Regions from separate parts of the Hordeum vulgare genome. Here region 1 is linked to region 2. Evidence: chromatin contacts called from public Hi-C data. All regions are on one chromosome and are shown on one strand. The core of a region is the stretch at or near the end of the contact, and the rest is flanking DNA. Distances in the headings are between cores, read along the strand shown.

Evidence for each region. A called contact is a pair of places that touch in the nucleus more often than the background predicts.
Region 1: a contact with region 2 is called in a Hi-C map of leaf, with 2.4 times the contacts expected there. The contact joins the promoter of LOC123396129 here to the promoter of LOC123396104 in region 2. A contact is called at or near these places in 2 of 6 Hi-C or Micro-C datasets (both in leaf) and 1 of 1 datasets of contacts at active chromatin or transcription factors (embryo).

What each region holds. Positions count from the first base shown.
Region 1 is chr5H:425,234,924-425,238,499 of MorexV3_pseudomolecules_assembly, reverse strand. LOC123396129 (putative 1-phosphatidylinositol-3-phosphate 5-kinase FAB1C) reads left to right here and starts at 2,120. Exons shown (of 12, transcript XM_045091179.1): 1 at 2,120-2,614; 2 at 2,706-2,997; 3 at 3,291-3,576. The coding sequence starts at 2,708.
Region 2 is chr5H:424,776,419-424,780,352 of MorexV3_pseudomolecules_assembly, reverse strand. It overlaps LOC123396104 (HMG-Y-related protein A-like), which reads left to right and starts at 1,518. Exons shown (of 2, transcript XM_045091148.1): 1 at 1,518-1,707; 2 at 1,845-2,587. The coding sequence starts at 1,657. The coding sequence ends at 2,348. It also overlaps the pseudogene LOC123396816.

The sequences.
Region 1 (3,576 bases), core at 871-3,370, 460 kb before region 2:
TTACTGTTTCCTGTTAATACAATTATAGCATGAACAATAGACGATTATCATGAACAAGGAAATATGATAATAACCATTTTATTATTGCCTCTAGGGCATATTTCCAATAGCTTCGTGGTGTTGGTGTGACTTCATGGTAATATCCATCCCTCCAATGATGGTGAACACCGAGATACATCCTTGTCATCGTGTACTCAATTACCTCTAACTCTAGCTCCTTACTTTTGATTTACTTTGGTCACTTGACCTTGCATTTACTACATCTTGTCGTTCTCGTTGTATTGTGTTAGTTATCCCTTTGTAGAGATTATATTTAGGCCTATAATTTATATTCCACAATTCATACTTGTCGCTATTGACATATCTTTGCAATTAGTGTGGATTGCTATATTGTGTCACACATTTTTCATCTTGTGATATTGCTCATGTAAGTTTGTGTAACTTACTTGGGCTTGTTTATATCATTTGTGTGCTCATTTTATTTGGAGTATGTTGTGGTGCACTTATTGAGCCTAGTATATTTAGAATTTCTATTTGAAAAATATTTGCTTAGTTTATTTAGGTGTTAGAATAAAGCCAAATCCATATAAGTTTTTAAACGCGTGTTCACCCCTCCCCTCTAGACGACATCATGGTCCTTTAAATTTTATGCATCTCTAGCCTATATATATATAGTTTTATTTTTCTATTTATATATGTTTAATTGCCTACGAAAATATTTTTTGGTTGCATAGTGTTACTATCTACACTCCAAAATGTACGATTTTTACATTAAACTATGACCAAATCTTCTTTATATTTGACAACTAATTAACATGCTAGGAAAACACCGTACCATTAGAATCTTCATATTTTTTTTGAATTTAAACATCTTTTAACTAGTATATATTTTTTAAACAACGACCAATGTAGCATCTCAAATATTGCGCTCCTTTAGAGAAAAAGTATGCAACTTCGCACTGAATGAGTATTTAATGTTATCACATAATATTAAAATATCATTATATTATATTATGTATACTTCCTCGACTATGTGCATCGAGTGCATTTTTTGAGGGTATGTGCGTCCAGTGCATTGATAACAAATATATAAGCAAATAAAGTACCCTACATCAAAGATCTACATAGTCCGCCATTAATTATGTCCCATTATTAAGACATAGATAAAAAGAATCAATGCATTTCACTTTCCTTAGACCAGGCATGCTTTTACAATTATGTACTCTGTTCGTTTCAGAATATAAGGTGTACTATTTTTCGTGCAAGTCAACCATTTAAATGTTTGGCCAAGATTATAAAATAAACTAACGATATATGCAATACCGAATAGATAAAATATGAAATTACTTGTCATGATGGTTCAAATGATATGAACTTTATATTATGGGTGTTGGTATATGCTCCTACAAACTTGGTCAAACATGATCTTGTTTGACTTAAAAAATACACCTTATATAAATAAACGGAGGGAGTAGTTAGTAACATGCAATGACAAGTGTAATAGATAAGGGTATGTTTACCGAGGGATATATTTTCGTTGCGGTTAATAATCAACATCTAGTCTCCCCATCCCTTTCTATAAAAAATATTCTCTTCATATTTGTCAGGAATTACAAGGCATATTTTGTTTTATGAGATATTTTCATTATCTTTCCCAAGCTTTCTCCTTCAAAACTAAACTTAGTGATACAAGTATATTTAAATCCTACCATTATATGCCATTGATAATGGCCCATTATCAACAATGATACATATAATTTTTCATTTCATTCTATTTTAAATATCGTCCACTTACACGTGTTCGCGTGTAGAACACACGCGTCACCATGCCATCACATGTGTTGCATATACACTTCACACTCGTGCGCTGCGAAAACAATGGTAAGACCTAGTTTCCGCACGTTCGCGGTCTGTTTTTAAAGTGGACAGTGAATTATTTTAGGTTATTAATAATCAGCAAAAAATAATCAAGAAAAGATGGACATCATTAAGTGCCACAGATAAGATTACATCGACATCCATTGCATATTTCCTTGCATTATTGCATATTTCCTTGCATTGATAATCATCCGTCCTATAATAGGTACCCCCGCCATATATCCACCGTACTCCACAATTCCACAAGGCGAAACCGGAAGGAGGAAACGGGATTTCGACAGCGCACGCCGCTTCCCCTCGCCGTTAGCGTCCCCATTTTACGGTGTCACATTCCTACTACTAGTATTCACTCTCAAATCTCCCTCCCAATCTCCATATCCGTATAATAAGCACCGCCGCTTCGCCGCCGCCGCCCGCCTTCCCCTGCCCTCTCCCTCCCCTCCAAGCTCTCGCCAACGCACGCGTTCCCACCCCTCCAAAGCTCCCAAATCTGCAGCCAAGCCGCGCTTCTCCGGCCCCGATCCTCTCGCCGCTGCCCGCCGCTCCCGCATTGGCTGAATCCCCGCTCCACCGCCTCCTCGCCGGAGCCCCGCTCCATCGCGTCCTCGCCGGAGCACGGCTCCATCTCCCAGCGCCCCCGCCCCCCAGGGCCTGGGCACGCCAGTTAGTTCCGCGCGCGTTGGTGGGGGTGGACGGTGGCTTTGGGAGGAAGGAATCTTCCGCGCGTCCGCGTCGCGTAGGTTCGGCGCGCCCCGTTGTTTCTTGCTCCATTTTTCTGGCAGTTTTTTTTAGTCGGTTGGTTTGAGCGTAGCGTGGTGGTCTGGTAGGGATGGGCGTGCTGGATTTCGCGGCGATGGGCGCACCGGAGAAGGCCAGATCCCTCGTCGCCGACTACCCGCAGCGCCACATGCACAAGGGCGGCGCCGATGGTGACGCCCTCGCGCGCATAGAGACGCGACGCCGCCGATCGGTGGGGCATGGCGGCGGCCCGCCCGGGCGGCCAAACAGCCCGGCGTCGCCTGCCGAGCCGCCCACGACGCCGCTGCGGGCGCCCGAGGCGAGATCCAGGAGCAAAAGCGACGTGGCGCCGGGCTCCCCTCCTCCAGACCGCGATATTAGGTAACGAAAATCTCTGTCTCTATCTATAGTGCAAAACTAATTGGTTCCTAACACTAAACTATAGTAGTACTCCAAATGATATGGAAGTGAACTAGTAAATCATTTATTATTTACTTCCGTTGCCTGCTAATAAGTGTAAAATGTCTGGTCAATTACTTAGAATGGCTTTAATTATCGCCCCTCTTTCTTTGGAAGTAGTGGTTGATGTTGATGGATGCTGATGGCTTGAGGAGTAGAGGTTGGTTGTCTAGCTCTGGCCACTGTTGACGAGTTCTGAATGATTGTTGATGCAGGCAAGCGGACGACGAGGAGGCTCATGAACCCAGGGTCCAATTTTTAGCCCCTGGGACTTACTTCTTAAATGACTTTTCAGATACAGATTCTAGTGTTAGTGTTAGTAACTCAACATACAGATCGATGACCCCAAGCCCCACAGAGAGTCCTACTTGTGCCGCGAGGCAGAATGATGCTTCTGATAATGGTGCAATTGCAGCGATCGACTCAGATGATCCTCATGACCTGGCTGATGTTAGCATCGCTGAGAACAGCAGACCAAGCCATGGGCCATCCTCTATCTTC
Region 2 (3,934 bases), core at 269-2,768:
TACTACATTTTTATTGTATGACCCATCTTTCATTCTTACAAAGTGCCTAGGAGCACGTGCTATAACTAACTCTTAACCAAGGCTAGTTGTAATGGCAGTATAAGATCAAGTATAATAAGGTACAACCAGCAGACTGTAAGGACTCTTAACTAAGGCTAGTTGTAATGGCAGTATAAGATCAAGTATAATAAGGCACAACCAGCAGGCTGTAAGGATTAAAATACTATATTTTTGCTGAGTTGGATGAGAGAGAAGAGGAGAGAGAAGGGAACGGGCTCTTCGTGAAGAGCTAGCTCTAGCACGTGCTCCTAGATGCTTTGTGAGAATAAAAGGTGGACCATATATAATAAAAGTAGTACTCTTTTACAGCTAACTATTGTACAAGCTAGCTATAAGATGGACTACAAGATGGCTTATAGCCACCAGTTGACTATACTATTAACCATGCTCTAAGAGCATGGTTAATAATATAGCCAACAATCGGCTATAAGGAGTTGACATGTCATACAGAGTCAACCTAATAACTGGCATATACAATAGTAAGTTTTAGACGTGTACTACTTTAGTAATAGTTGGCCCACCTTACAATCTCACAAAGTGTCTTGGGTCTCGTGTTGCAGCTGGCTACTCACGAAGAGCCCGCTTCTCTTCTCTCTCCTCTCCTCTCTCTTCCAATTAAGCAAGAATATATATTATTTTAATTCTTATAGCCTGCTTATGTCACCTTATTGTACTTGCTCTAAGAGCAAAGACAATAATAGAGCCGGCTGCCGGCTGTAAGCTTATGCCATGTCACATATAGCTCATCTTACAACTAACATGTACAATAGTTGGTTAGAAGAGTGTACTACTTATTTATTATATGGCCCGCCTTTCATTCTTACAAAATATATGTCATTATACTCCACCAACATATATTTTGATATAGATGAAGTAATTTATTTTTTATAGCTAGCTCACTCAAACACTACTGTATTTGTTTTAAGCGGTATACAAATGCAAAGACGTGGATCAGGCCCACCCAGACCGGAGCACGACAAAGGGGCCGATTTTTTATAAATAAATATTTATATGGGCAGCGCGCTCGTGGCGGGGCAGGACAGTCAATTCCCCCCGACCCAAAACGCGAGGCCGCTCCCGCTCCCGCTCCCCGCGCAGGAGACGACAAGTCCAGCAAAAGCGTTTCCCCCGCCCCGCGCCACGTCACCGATCCGCGTGCAGGCACCCGTTGCTTCTTCCTTGTCCACCCTCCGATCCCCCGCCTCGCCATCCCCGCCGTCCGTGCACGTCACGCTCGGGTCTCCGTCCCCCGCACATCGATAAAGGCATTCAAAATAGGAAAGCTACATTTATATCGGCCGAAACTGCAGGATTCCTCTGACACGCCCGTGGTGCCCCCACCGCCAGGTGGTCCCGTCCAAGGATACCGCCCCACGCGGCCCACACGTCGGTGACCACGCGCGGAAACCCTAGGTCATACGCCGTCTGCCTCTGGTACACGCGGCGCAGCTCGCCCATTTCTTATCTACTGCCCCCGCCGTCCTCCCATCCTCCCCCGATCCAAATCCGAAAATTCCCCCCTCCCCGCTGCCCGCGCCCGCACTCTAGCTCTAGAGCTCGGCTCCACCGCCGTGGGCTCTAGCCGCCGTCGCTGCCATGGCGACCGAAGGGTCTCCCAAGTCCGGTGACATCCCGCCCTACCCCGAGGTGAGTTTCGCCCAGTTTTGATGCCCTGCTCCCGTGCTTTCCGCCGCCGTAGATTCGTCGCCGGCGTATTGTTTCCTTGTTTGGTAGATCCTTCCATTTGCCGGCCGCGGCCTGAGCGCCCCTGCTTCTCCTGGCAGATGATTCTCGCGGCTATCGAGGCGCTGGGCGACACTAACGGCTCCAATAAGTCGGCCATTTCCAGCTACATCGAGGAGAAGTACGAGGGCCTCCCTTCCGCGCACGCCTCCCTCCTCACGGCCAACCTAGCCAGCATGAAGGAGGCCGGCAAGCTCGCCTTCGTCAAGAACAACTACCTCAAGGCCGACGCGGTCTCCGCCACCCCGGCCAAGCGCGGCCGCGGCCGCCCGCCCAAGGACCCCAACGCGCCGCCCAAGCCCAAGCCGGATCCCAACACGCCCAAGCGCGGCCGGGGGCGCCCGCCCAAGGACCCCATGTCCGTCGCCGTCAAGGAGGCCGTCGCCAAGGCCACCACCGGCATGCCCAAGGGCCGCGGCCGCCCGCCGGGCCCCTCCGCGGCCAAGAAGGCCAAGGTAACCAAGGAGGCTGAGTCTCCGGCGGCCGCGTCTGGCTCCGCTCCTGCCAAGCGCGGCCGTGGGCGCCCACGCAAGGTGGCGGCTTGAGGCCTGCATGCTGTTGCCTTTCGGTCCGTGTATCTCGCCGTGGTTCCGACGGTGGTAAGCTCCTAGGTGTGACGGTGCTTGTTCGATTCGTGCTTCGTACTAATTGTTGTCTCGGCTTAGTTGCTCAGTATGCTGTAACCTGATCCAGATGAGTGTGCACAATGGATGGATGTATGGATGTTTTTAGCTTCGGTCGTAATAGTTGACTCTGCTGCTGAGAGTGAAGATGTTCATTTTTTTATCGCCATCTCTGTTGCTTCCGCATTATGATGAAGATGTTTGTCCTGTTCTTGTGTACTAGGTCACTGTCCCCTTGACTTGTTCTTGATTGTGGGCTGCCGCTTGAATTGTCACTTAGTGTTGAATTGTGGTTCAGCATGTCGTCGAAAGTTTGATTGTAGTGGTTGGGCGTTGATGTTTACTACTCTGTTCTGTTTAGTAAGATGATCTATAGTTCTCTTCTAGGTATATATGCATCATAGCACATTTTTATTTACAGAACATATTTATAGCTGCATCCTACAGTGGTACATACTAGCAATGTAGCTAGTTTGAATTTTGGTTTAGCCGGAGATAAAAAAATGTACTCCCTCTGTCCCAAAATAACTGTCTCAAAGTTTTACTAAGAGTAAGACACTTATTTTGGGACGGAGAGAGTACTGGCTAGTGTTCTGCTCTTATATAAGAGTGTTAGTTTATAGTATAAAGACTCACTATTAGGTATACATGCTTGAGGCTTAGCATTGTAGCAATTGGAATGAATTGATAATCTACTTTGCCTAAATAGCGTAATTGTTCACCATGTTTAGTAGTACTTACTTGGGATTGGGCTGATCGTCGCAAGTTAATCTGGTTACAAGTTTGCATATAGCTGTCAATAGATGCACCTGGTGGTGAAATGTTGCAGTTGATTGTACTCCCTCCGTCCCAAAGTTCTCGTCTTAGGTTTGTATATAGAAATAGATGTATTGAAATACTAAAATGTGACTAGATATATTCATACCTAACAAATCCAAGACAATAATTTTGATACAGCGGGAGTACTTCTCATGTTGCACTTTGTTTTGATGGCGACCTAGCTTGTATTTTCTTGTTTACTTGCTTGCATAGTGTTTCCGTGCTGTCAATGATATTGGCATGCGCTGTTCCCCTCGTTTTCCAGTAACTAGGCGCGCGTCTTTCGAGACGGGCCCTCTTTTGCCCTCCATTTTCGCCAAGAGCTTGATCTTTTGTTATGAATGGTTCTGGGGTGTCTCCTTCCGTGCTTCCATTGTTGATGCTTGGCGATCGGTTAGCTGCTTTGACATGACAAGCAGTTAACCTTAGCTGGGTGGACACCCCTCGCTCTCGCGGGCGGCAGGGCGAACCTTGGCCGTTGTAGGCCGCGCACTCCCCACCCCCTCTGCCTTGCCGCCGTCGGGCGAGGAGGCTGGCGTTGGCCGTCGGGGCTCCTGTCCCCCCTTGCCTGGTGAACCGCGGCTCGGGACGCGGGTCCCTGGCGAGGAGCACGCTGTTCGTGCGAGATGGCACGACGGCGATTCGGGCGGCGTGTGGGAGGTGCGTCCGCGTGGCGACGGCTGCGTGAG